Regions from separate parts of the Mus musculus genome. Here region 1 is linked to region 2. The links are chromatin contacts, called in public Hi-C maps. All regions are on one chromosome and are shown on one strand. Each heading gives the region's core, a stretch centred on a gene start, on an enhancer-like site or on the middle of the called end of the contact. The rest is flanking DNA. Distances are from core to core; before and after follow the strand shown. Region 1 overlaps Arhgap42 (Rho GTPase activating protein 42). Region 2 overlaps Gm32014 (predicted gene, 32014).

What was found. A called contact is a pair of places that touch in the nucleus more often than the background predicts.
Region 1: a Hi-C map of uterus shows a contact between it and region 2, with 3 times the contacts expected there. The contact joins two enhancer-like sites. A contact is called at or near these places in 9 of 484 Hi-C or Micro-C datasets (cerebral cortex, cortical neurons and uterus), 1 of 115 datasets of contacts at active chromatin or transcription factors (PVALB interneurons) and 1 of 9 other capture datasets (embryonic stem cells).

What each region holds. Positions count from the first base shown.
Region 1 is chr9:8,998,017-9,004,493 of GRCm38.p6, reverse strand. It overlaps Arhgap42 (Rho GTPase activating protein 42), which reads left to right. Exons shown (of 24, transcript NM_001372563.1): 22 at 812-874; 23 at 6,249-6,328. Among named protein-coding and RNA genes, the nearest start is that of Pgr, 100 kb to the right of the region's middle. Within about 2 kb of position 1,558, at least 4 of the 459 cell types and tissues checked have an H3K27ac peak or open chromatin away from gene starts, as enhancers often do. A contact at or near this core is called in uterus, where this site is marked.
Region 2 is chr9:8,701,404-8,707,519 of GRCm38.p6, reverse strand. The region is part of intron 3 of Gm32014 (predicted gene, 32014); the gene reads left to right. Among named protein-coding and RNA genes, the nearest start is that of Gm32014, 37 kb to the left of the region's middle. Within about 2 kb of position 3,424, at least 6 of the 459 cell types and tissues checked have an H3K27ac peak or open chromatin away from gene starts, as enhancers often do. A contact at or near this core is called in uterus, where this site is marked.

The DNA of each region.
Region 1 (6,477 bases), core at 309-2,808, 300 kb before region 2:
TGGTGGAAGGAGAGAACCAGCTGCTAAAAGTTGTCCTGCGACCTCTCCAAGCATGCAAAAAAGTTATTCAACTAATAATTTAATGGCTTAATTAGAATGATTATAAAGAAGGTTATTTAAAGGCAAATTTATAGCCTCATTCATGGAATTCAAATTTCTATGTGTTTATTTATCAAGTACTCGTTAACTGTACTTGCTTCCATTGTTCTGTAGCCAGTATCTCCATCTTACCCTCCCCACTCTCCAACACACACTCTGTGACTGCTCAAGATGCAAATCAACACATTCATTTAGTAGGCATTTTTCAGAGTTTTTATCCTTTTTGCTTTATAGCAAACACAGTAAATAATATCCCTCTGCAGTCAGAAGTAATCTCCCTCTGCAGTCAGAAACAACAACAGCTCCTCCTGTCGCATCAACTGTGATTCTTCCCTGCTGATTCATATGAGCCAATAGCATGCTTCCTGGTGGGAGCTGAGCGGGAGAGAATATTCTCTCTGCTGCGACCTCTGTTTTCAGAGGTGAAAAGAGAGGACAGTAAGAGCCCAGGGAGCAAGGTCTACTACAGTCTCAGGCTCCGTGAGCCATCAGCTGCAGCTAGGACTCTTTCATATTAAAGCAGAAAGAAGTTCCACTGTGGTTCCATTTTGGAGGGCAGTTCAGAACTGTTTTGCTTTGATTGCACAATAGTCCTGAATATCCCATTGAACAGAATGCCTTTTCTAATTGACTTCAGAAAATATGAAAATGTTGTAACTCTCTAAATATTCTTTTTAAGATATTACTCAATACATTTAAAAATATTTTTCAGAGTGGCAGCAAAGGCTCAACTCTTTGAAAATGCTGGGTCACCCAAGCCAGTTTCTTCTGGACGGTAGGTCCTCTAAAGCAGTTACATATTAACTAAGTAAAATATCGTATCGGGGGCTGTGAGGGGCTCCATTGTTCTCATACAACACAATTTGTGGCCGGCATGACCTCAGTTTTTCAGATAATGAAGTAAGCCTTGTCCAGTGGCCTTTCCCAGGAAGAGTATGTCTGCAAACAGCATTGTATCAGGTTGTTACCATGATGCCTTTCTTCTAAAATGCTTGGAAAAGAATTCTAGCTGGACTGCAACTCAGTTGAGGAGTGCTTGCCTGGCATACATAGGCCCTGGTTTGATCTCCAACCGACCATCAACTAGATGTGGGAGTGTGCACCTGTAATCCTAGGGCACAGGAGGTGAAGTCATGAGGATCAGAAGTTGAGGATCATCTTTGGCTACATGAAAAGTTTCAGGCCAACCTGGGATACATGAGGTCCTGCTCTCACTCTTGTCCAAAAGAAGGATTGTAAACAAATTTTCTAAGAATAGAAATTACTGTAACTTTCTCTTAGTACATGTCTAACGATAGTAAATTTTGGGCCAATGGTCAAAAACATATTTTTGACTTTTAAAAGTTATTGCTGCTCTAAAAGAATCTTCCAGAAAATGCTGTATAATATAGCACAGTATTGCAGAGCTCACTAGCCAAGGAGCCTCTGTTTTTTTCTGGATGGTACTTGGCTCTGTTTCCAGTCTTGTGAGTCTGCTCCTTGCTGCTTCTATCTCAAGTTCCAGTTTCCTCATTCTCTCCAAATTCCTCCAATCTGCAGAGGAGTTTGGTTATAATTTGAATAATGAAATTGCTTGAAGGTGGCCAGTTTCCCAAAGTTTTCTCGTTAGAAGAGGTACGTCATAAATGAGCTCACTTATAGAACAAACCTGCCTCACCTCCTGATCCTTTCAGATATACTGGGGCATTTCTGAGCTACCACAACTGGATAGTTGCTCTGTGTGTGTGTGTGTGTGTGTGTGTGTGTGTGTGTGTGTGTGTGTGTCTGTGTCTGTGTCTGTCTGTCTGTCTGTCTGTCTGTCTTCTGGAAGTTACTCAACCAAAGCTTCGTGGTGTTAATTTTTAATTATACTCATGCTGTTGTTTATTGCTTTTTTTTTTTTTTTTGGTCAATTTTCCAAAAGTATATGAACTTCCCAGCAAGCCTGTCTTAAGCACACATCATCCCATGCCATCATCTGTAGTTAGAGTCAAACTCATGTTCTTGCAAGTCATTCCACAGAGCTTTAACAAAATAAGCCAGGCCTGTCCACCTGTTCTTGGTAGACTAATTAAAGAGACAGGTAATAAAGAAAAGCAGAAAGATAAGATTTATTCAATGTGGACACATTCGGGAAGAGGAACAAAGAGGCCTGGTGACATCCTCCAACAGGACCCTCTTTGTGGTGTGATAAAAAGATTTGTGTTTAAAGAGAGGGCAAGAGAAATATATGTATGACTAAGCAGTCCTGGTCAAGGAATAGCCTGCCCCATCATTGACTATCTCTTACAAGGTTGTCTACTAAGTTGTCAGAACTGTGTAAAATGTCTCCCAGGAGAAGGGCGCCTCTGGGATACTAGGCTTCTGCTTTTTTCACGGTTCTATATGAGTTTCTTGGAGGAATTCCAGTTCCTTGGGGGCCCCATTGTTTTAATAGTCTGACAACCAAAGGGAACACAAGTGTTCCCTTTAGGATACTTTCTGCCTGGATAGTTATAGGCACATGCTAGTTATTAAAGGTAACAATGACTTTCTTGGCAAAAAACGTGAAATACAGTTTGCATGTTGGTTTTGGATTTGTCTAGTTTGAATTCCTACATGGAATCATCATGCTACTTTTGTACAATAATTGTTGCACAGAATGAAGTCCATGCCAGAATGATCACACATACCAGTCTAGGTATGCTTCCTTCCAGAAAAGGCACAGGATACTGAGCCACCATGCCACAACAAACATCACTTCCATTTCTTTGAGGTTCTTGTTGCTTTCTGGCCTCAGTGTAGAGACTTAACCTTATATTTCTGCCTGTCTGTCCTGCAGAGGCTCTCAACCTGTGAATTGTGACTCCTTTAACAGGGCTCACATATCAGATATTCTGCATATCAGATATTTACATTATGATTCATAACAGTAGCAAAATTGAACTTATGAAGTAGCAATGAAATAATTTTATGGTTGGGGGGGGGGGGTCACCACAGCATGAAGAATTGTATCTAAGCATTAGGGAGGTTAAGAGCCAATAGTGGAATTGCTCCACTAGATGGAGCCTTTCTATTATGAAGTGCTAAGTAGTCTTCATGTTCAGTAAAAACTGAATAGCAAACCTGTGTCACTTTCCATAAAAAGATTAGTTAAGACCTTTCCTCCAGTGCACAAAATTCATGGCTGTTCAGCCTCTCATACATCATGTGTAGCATTTGCATAATACCTATTTATATCTGCCTTGATATAGCCATCATAGAATATTTAAAATATCTAACATATATATGCTTTGTAAACAGATATATCTGTCTTGACTAGGAAATGCTCACAAGGAAAAGATCTGTATGTTTTCAAGTCAGATACTTTTTTTTTCTGAATATTTCAATGTGGTTGGTTGAACATGTGTTTGAGGAGGAGCCTAAGGATATGGAGGCTGGCCAGGACTATAATTATAAAGATAACCCATGAGCTTTAGCAAAGCAAGCTGTTAGGGAAATCAGAGGGCTGTCCCATGATAAAGACACACTTAGATGTTTAATAATCAGCCTATGCATTTGTAATAATTCTGTATATTCTAAAGCTGAAATCAACTTCAGATAGGCTTCAGCAGAGATGTCTAGGCTCCCTTCATCAACCAATCCAAGTACCTATGGACTGTGTTCTTAATTTTTACTGAGACATATACACTGTAGATCACACATCACTCTCAGGGACAGATGACCCTCATTCAAACTTTTGGGCCATCATTTGTAGTGCTGCATAGTTATGCATTTCAGATGTCTATGTTTCCAATGTAAAATGAAGATCATAATTCTGCATTTACAAAAACGACTGTGAATATATACAATAACATTTCTGAAATGAATAGCTGATGCCTTGGAGGCAGTCTCTTCTTCAATTATAACTATTATTGTGATTATTGAAGTTAGTTGTATGAAATATTCAAGCTTCTAATGATTGTGTTTCTAAATTTGAAACACATCAGACTCTTCTGGTGTGTACTTTTGTTCTGTTGACTGAAACTAAATTCCACATGAGTCCCTTTCCCTGACTAATCTTCCCCATACTTGCTTGGTGTTCCTTCTAAAGAGCTCAGAGAGAGACCCCTGTTGTGGACACTGAGAACTGACAGAGTGAGTGGAAGCAGAGGATGTCAAGACATCATTTTAGTGGATGTCCTTGATCCAGACAGCAAACAAACAAACAAACAAACAACCATGTGGGTTCTGGCTGCCACAAAGATCCATAAAGATGTACACAAATCACTCATGTGGCTTTTTACAGCCTGAGGAAGGGAGAGTTGACCACTCTTGGTGGAATGGTTTGAGACTCAGGAGGACCCAAAACTTGTCAGTAGGACTTTTCAGGGCTGTGATCAATGTGGACACATGCTTGGAGAACACAAGTAATAGGTAGGAAGAGAAGGATGCCAAGCATCGGAGGATAAGGTGAGACAGTTGCAAACAGATGCTGGGAGAAGAGAGTATGGGATTCTATGGAGCAGCAAAACCTGTAACGAGTAGTGGCTATGCATATAGGGAGGTGCCAGAGCTTAAAGAATGAAAAAGGAAGAGCAGCAGTAGTCTTGGCAAAGTGTTTTCACTTTTGTACCTGGCAGCAGAGATTAATGGAGAATGGTGGGGAGAAAGCCTGACCTGCAGTAGTAGAAGTTACGATGAACATCAAGATCACTAGAGCACCATTAAAGGTTCTGATGACTGTGGGATTGCTCTCTGCTTGCTATGGAGATAATAGGATAGGAGATGACCAGGACAGGAAGCTGAGAGGTTGTAGGGTACCAGGGAAGCCATCAAGTTAATAAAGCCAGAAACGTCCTTGTTTGGGCATTGCTGGTAGAAGACATGGAGGGTGGAGTCAGGGGTCTGGCAAGTCTTTTGGGATATAATTGAATGTGGCAGAGGAGAGGGGACTTGTCTGGTGACTTCCTCCCTGACCAGCATTGGTTGATGGAGCTTTAGTGTGGACTCTGGTGTTTTTAAACTAGACTTCATACAAAACCCCCAAATTCTGGCTGCTCTTAAGACAGAGGTTTTGTCTGCACAGAGCATTTGGTGAAAGCTGTAGAAGTTTGCTGTTGTTGCTTTTAAGAGGTGATATGAATACCTTTGTGGGTTGCAAAGCATCCATTGGCATCCATCATCATCCACACAATGAGGTGGCAGATACTGGTTTTTCATCAGCAACTTCTACTGTTATTCTTCTAATATCACATGTATGCAACGTATTTACTGTATCTTCTAAGTATAAGGTAGCCTGAAAATTAAAGTGGGGGAAAAAACCAAACCACAACAAAAGCAAAAACAAAACCACAGCAAAAGGAGCATGATCAGCAGCTTTCTAACAAACCACAGCATATTTTTGTTGTTGTCATCTTTCAAGACTAGGGTCTTCTTCGTAGCTCTGGCCATTGGGGAACTTGCTCTGTAGTCCATGCTGGCTTCAGTCTCACAGAGATCTCCCTGCCTCTGCCTCCTGGGTGCTAGAAATAAAGGCACGTACCACCACTTCCCAGCCAGATCACAACATATTTAAACGAGCCTCTGTTGCTGGTTACCAGTTGTGTTGCCTCCTTAGGATGTGTTGTGTAGAAACACAAAAAGAATTTCCAATGTGTCAGTGATGCACAGGGTGTGATCTGGTCACAACAGGATCACACACTGTTTGTGAAGAATACATTGATGTGGACTCGTTTGTACTTGTCTTTATGTTAACATTAATTAAGGGTAGTTTTAGTGGGCAGGAGAGATATCTCAGAGGTTAAGAGCACTGCCTGCTCTTCCAGAGGTCCTGAGTTCAATTCCCAGCAACCACATGGTGACTCACAACCATCCTTAATGAGATCTGATGCCCTCTTCTGGTGCTGTCTGAGGACAGCCACAGTATACTTACATATAATAAATAAATAAATCTTTTTTTTTTTTTTTTAAGAAAAAGGAAGAGTAGTTTTAGCAACTTGACGTGCCAGGTTGCGTATTGAGAGTGCCCTCCTCTTTTATGAGGAGATAAGAGGACTGGGGGAGGGTAAGGTGAGAGGAAGGGACAGGGAGGATGGAGCAAGGGGAAGCTGCTCTCATAATATAAAGTAAATAAATAAATTAGTTTTAAAAAGTAGTTTTAGCTATATTAGAATTGAATGCTATTTTTATAAACTGCTTTGATCTTTCAGCCAAGCCCAAGCCATGTACTCCTGCAAAGCCGAGCACAGCCATGAGCTGTCCTTCCCCCAGGGGGCCATTTTTTCCAATGGTGAGTATCTCTGTCATTTACTTACTTAAGTGACTCATTTAGGGGGGCATAAAGGAATGTTTGCACAGTAAGACAAGGTTCAGATTCCATCCCAAACCCAAGTTCTCAGAACTGTCTCAGTGAACACATCTTTCTAGATCCCAGCCTCT
Region 2 (6,116 bases), core at 2,175-4,674:
AGCTGGATATGCTTAAGCAAATCCCAGAGGTCTCATGGCACCAGTTAGTTCTGATAAATGGCACAACTTTCCAGAGTCATCCTGCATCAGCGTGAAAATTGAACAGGGTATCAACATGTGCTAAGAATCAGGTCAAGAATGCTTCCATTTGAATGGTATGTATTTCTTCCCATTAACATCATAAAGAGCTCTATATTACTGTAATGTAGGCAGGTGCAGGTGTGGGCCTTGGCTCTCTCATGCTTTTTCTTCCTGCCACAGCCATTGGTTCAGTGCCTCTTCATCCAGGAATGGAGCCTATCCTTGCTGTCATAGCCATTGTTTTGGTGCCCCTTCATCTAGGAGTGGGGCCTGGTATGGCTTCCTCTTATCCACTTTGTCATGTTGACCAGGCTTGGTCTTTATACAGGCCAACACACTGCTGAGATTTTAATGGAACAGCATATTTGTATTTTAATTCATCCACTTTCTTAAAATTTAATACTATGTGTTTTCTTTTATAGCAGTAAGCATGTATTATCATCCATTCAATATTTTTAAACATCAGTGTATTCCAGATATCATTGATTTAGACTAAAAACAATGGGCATAGAAGCTACACAAACAGGAAGCACAAACAAACTGAGGGAGTCTGGGCACAAACCCAGTAATTTCTGTGTGATGTGTAAGCGTTACGACAGACTCCCAGAGGTGATCAAGAAACCGTCTGTCTGGGTCACCCACAGAAAGCTTTAGTGCAAAGAACAAGTGAGTAGCACGTTTTGAATACTTAGGAAGCATGACGACAATTTGAGATGTATTACCACACAGCTGTGGGAGATCCAGACCATTGGATGTCTAATGTGCTGTAAGGGCTACGCTTTTTTTCACTAATATGCTTTTATGAGCTTAAAAGTCATTTCAAATTCATCCACATGGGCATATGCTCTTATCAAACAAGTCAGGGATTGTCTACAGCCCTTGTGACTAGGGTCAAGGGTTTGCATTGCTCTTCTCCTGAGGGAAGGGTCCTTCCCCAGCTTGCTCACTGAATGAGTTCTCAGAACCCTGGTGATCCATTCACTAAAGCCCATCTTAATAAAAATGAAGAACTGTAGTTTATTCAAATTTCTTAATTTCCCTATCAATTTCTCCACCTACATAATGTATATGACCGTTATTTCTTAAATAGCACACTCAACAAGTAACCTATATTTCATCAGGATCTCTCCACAATAAAACAGCCCACAAAACACAAGCCAGGCCCAGTGCAGAATCTCTGAAGACAAAGGAGTGACCAGTGAAGGGATGGGACCCATTGACCATCTTTTCCTCTGTCCTCCCCTCCTTTCCTTCCTTCCATTCAACTGACTCTGCTCAGACTTTTGGAACATGTGCATCTTTCTAAGTTTCCAGCCATCATCTTAACCAAGGCCACCGTCACTCTTCCATTTCCAGATAGCTTCCTGACTGGTCCTCCAGCATTCCCCATGGACCCATAAGGCACTGCACAGAGAGAAGTGTGTAGCGGCTTGCTGCTGTGAGTTCCCTTCCCTCTGTCATAGCTGCCCATCTCTGTGGGCCCTCTTCATCCCTCTCCCTGCCCCCACCTTTGTCTTTATAGAAGACCACTCAATGATTTTTTTTGTTTGTTTGTTTATTTTGTACATGAAAGCTTGCTTTAGTATCTGCCTATGGTGCTTCCAAGCTGACAAAGGGAAACATTCTATAGCATTTGAAATGTAAATGAAGAAATACCTAATAAAAAATTGGAAAAAGTTAAAAAAAAAAAACAGTCTAAGGACTTGCTTTCCTTTCTTCTTCCCCTCCCCACCCTCATTCCCCTCCTCTTCTCTACTTTCCCTTCCCTTACTTCTTTCTTTTCCCATCTCCTTTCCTCCCACCCTGTTCTGTCCTGACTTCTCCACCACTGCTCTTTCGAAGTCTCTCTTTCTGTGGTCCAAGCTGACCTAGAGCTCAGTATGAGCTCAGCTGACCTTTAACTCTTGATTCAGTCTTTTAAGGGATGAGATACCATGCATGTATCACCACACCCTCCAAGTCCTGGTTTCTTTAGTACATTTTTTTTTCCTGTAATTTGTATCCAGCTCTCTAATTCATTGCTTCAAGAAATGAGGTTTAAAAAAAAAAAAAAGAAAAAGAAAAGAAAAGAAAAGAAGAGAAAAGAAAAGAAAAGAAAAGAACAGAGGTTTCTGTCCCACATCAACCCTATCAAATTATATGTCCCAAGGCTCTTCCCTTTCCCGGGAGAATATACATTTAAGAATAAATTCTACTCTCATATTCCTATCCAAAATCAGTTTTTAAATCATCTGACAACTAGGAAAACAAAACAAAGCTTTCAGACTATGTTTCTGTGTGGTCTCTCTGTGTGCACAACTGTATCTCTCCCTTCCACCCTTCCTTCAGTTCATTCTTAATAGGTTATAAATGACCCATGAGGGAGCCATACGGCCTATTCCCAAATACAGCCCACCCCAGATTAATCTTTGTGTGGTCTTAATAAGGTTTTAGATCACTGCCCTTACCCTCTTGGCCTTGTGATTTAAAAGGAAGTGGTGTTTGGGAGCTTAATGGAAATATCTATAAATGAGAGTCCCATTGTGCCAAACACTTTATATGTGAGCTAAAATTACACCCCTGTCTTAATTAAAAAAAAACACACACTCTCAATTTTAAGTAGAAATAATTGTGTTTTGCCTCTTCAATTCCATTTCTTTGTTTGAAATTTGCAGATGATATCACCTGTGTATGTAATGTGCAGTGTGATGATATGAAGCACAAATGCAAAAGACAAACAACCCCTAGTCCACCTTGCCTACATTCAGCACAGTATTCACGGAAGGTCCATGCCATACCATCTAGATCATGTTTTGTTTATAGTTCAGGTCTCTGATTTCCTATGAGCCAAGGATAATTTTGATCTTCTGATCTTCCTGCCTCTACTCCTTTAGTGTTGGGGAGTGAATCCAGTGCCTTATGAGTTCTGGGCAAGCATTCCACCACCTGAACTAAGCTCCAGCCCCACACCAGGCATTCTTACACGTGTTCTGCATTACACTGCCTTACCTGACACTGCCCTTCCCAAAATGGGTATCATGGAAGTAGGTTTCTTAAGGCTTTATTTGTTCAGCCAAACATGTCCATGGTTCAATACATGGAGAAAGCATGCATTAATGTGAAATGGATAAAAAAGTTAAAAATATTTTGACGTCAGAAATTTTCAGCATCTTTAAAGGGGGGGAGGTGTAGTGTCCAAAGCATTTATGAGTAGATTCTGTAAAAGTGTATGGGGTTAATTATTCTCCAGAAAACCTTTGTCCTCGTCATGCCTGGGGATGGGCTCACAGCCTAGGGCTGATAGGGAGAGCAAACCGAGAGGTCCTTCCCTGTTACCCTACATGGAGTGTTCTGCTGTCAGAGACCTCTACACAGGAAATGATTTGATTTTCAAGTGCCAGCTGCTTCTATGGTCACATTAGAGTGTTTAACTCTCGGGCCCTGCTTTACTTTCAGACATTACCAGATCCAGAGTATGAGACGCAGACTATTATTTTTACTCCCCCTCCTCAAGCTTCAGTTGTAACTCATCAAAAACAGAGCTCATGGTGACTGAGAACAATCAGGTCACAGCTTGAATTCTTTTTGCAAGGAAAAGATTGGATTATATCCCTGGTGTCTCCTCTGGTAACACTAACACTTCCAAGCTCTTGTTAAGGAAAGTGTTCCTGTTTGTGTGACACACCACCATACCCTGAGCCCACATGGCCCTTCTGTTTGCAGGCCTCCTGAGTGGTTGCTTATCTTTTAATCTATTGCATATTGTCACACAGTGTTCATCAAGCCAGACTCTGTCACTTGCATGCAGAGGCCTCCTGGTATGTTCTGTGGGCTAAGCAGAACTTAGAATGACATAGCTGGAGAGTTGGAGACAGGGAAATCATCTTTCATATTGCTCTCTGATATTTGGCTTTCATTCCCACATTAATGGGTATAGTAAACGTAGGCAGAGAAAACAGCCTGAATCAAATTTAAAACATTTCAGTGCTTGGTTGATGCCATTAATCCAGAGATCAAGGATTTTGGAGAGTTACTCTCGCTGGTGGTTTTCTTACAGTCTTGAGACTCAGTACAACAGTTGTACATAATTCAATAATTTTACTTTTCCTAACTCCAAAGTCAGTTCCATAAGATTAACCAACCACAAAGGGCTCTGTGGGATCATAAAGGGAACCATTCTCTTAGTGTAGAATATTTGTTGCTGCATAATTTTTAAAAGTTTCTGTTAACTTTCTTCCTGGACCACTGTAGTTTTGCTTCACTGGTTATATTTCTGTTTTTATCATTCACTTACTCCTATTAAGGATCTGGGGCCAAGACCTCTGTATAAGAACATAGGTGTATCAAGACACACCAGGCTTATTTCTCCACATATATTGCTCATTCTTTACATGCTCCCCTAAACTGAAGCATGTGGCCATTCTACATAAAACCATCGACCTTCTTTCTCTGTCCCCTTTGTGGGCACATGTAAAGAGAACTGTTTGTGAGGGTGCAACAGGGAGCAAAGGAAAGTGTTTATAAAACTGTGCAGACATGAGACAAATTTAAGAAAGTGTTCAAGAGGCTGGAGGGTTAAGAACCCTTGCTGCTCTTGCTGAGAACAAAGACACAGTTCCCAGTACCCACCAGGTGGTGCACAACTTGCTTTAACTCCAGTTCTAGGGAAATCTAATGTCCTCTTCTGGCCTCTGCCAGTCATACGAGCACACATGATACACATACATACATGCAGATGTATATATATATATATATATATTTAAATAAATACTTTTAAAAAGAAAATATTCCTAGTAAATAAACACTAGATGAATAGCCATGTTCAGAATTAGAGCATGGCAGAAAAATCCTGTCTTTGCCTTTGCCACACCTTGCCTTATGGCTTGGGTACCCAGGGTTCTTCAATGACCTCTTTGCCAAGGGAAACATTGACAGCCCTGGCCTGCAAAGACACGGGCATTCTAGCTGATTACATTTCCTAGAATATTCTTTGTGCCCAAAGGTAAATCTTATAACCCATAGAAAATCTTGCAAGTCTACATAATAATAACAATGAGATGAAATAAAGTTTCACTTGCAAGCTCTAATATCACAGTGAGGCTGAGTATATTCTCTAAAGAACAAAAATATGACAGCTCTTGGCAGGCTTGCCTCTTAGTACTGGAGATTCAAGACATGTGAGACTTTCATTTACCCGTCAATACTGTTCAAAGAAGTTCACAGGTGGGAGAAATTGGGCTTTCTTGCTGGAAATCTATTTGCATTCCTCACTATGGTGTATCTCCTTCAGTTATAATCTGCCTTATCTATATAATATAATATATATATATATAATCTGCCTTATCTATCAGCTAGAAAGTAAATCCCACTCTCAGTCATGCTCTGGGCTGCCGTCTTATGCATAGATATGTAACTAGCAAGCACATTAATTAGCCATTTATCTTCTGTTTTAAGCTAACTGTGGAGGGGCAGGAAGCATGTCATATCCCTCTCAGCCCTCAGTGCCTAGCACACAGCTGGGCACTTGATAAGAGCTCAGAGGATATTACTAAGATGCAAATGAATTGAAGGTGGCCTTGCTGGGCATGGAGACAGGTAAGAAAGGTATTAATTTTCCTTTGCTTTCCATTTCTTTCTATCCTTTGAAGAAAATTCACTCCAGTGTGTTTAGAAACATTGGTCTTCATTTTCCCATCTGCAGTTAGAGCCCGGTTAACTCTAGCCGAGACAAGCAAACAGCCACACACCTGACCCTCTTTACAGCTCACTCAAGAAAACCAGGCCTCCATCCTGGTCATCACATTGTGAAGGAGCCATTCTGGGCTCATACCAGTCACCAACAACTCTTTGTCCCTGTCAAACAGAAAAATAGATACATGGCCTATAGCTGTCATGAATTGCGGTGCCCATGCTACAAAGGACAAGCCGTTCCTTCTTTACAGTCAATCAAGCTAGTTATGGAAAAGCCATTAGGTCATCTCTGCTGCTCTTTCTTCTGCCTGCGTCAACCCCCTAACTTACCCCTGCAGGAAGTTGTCCAAGCCTAAGTAGTTATT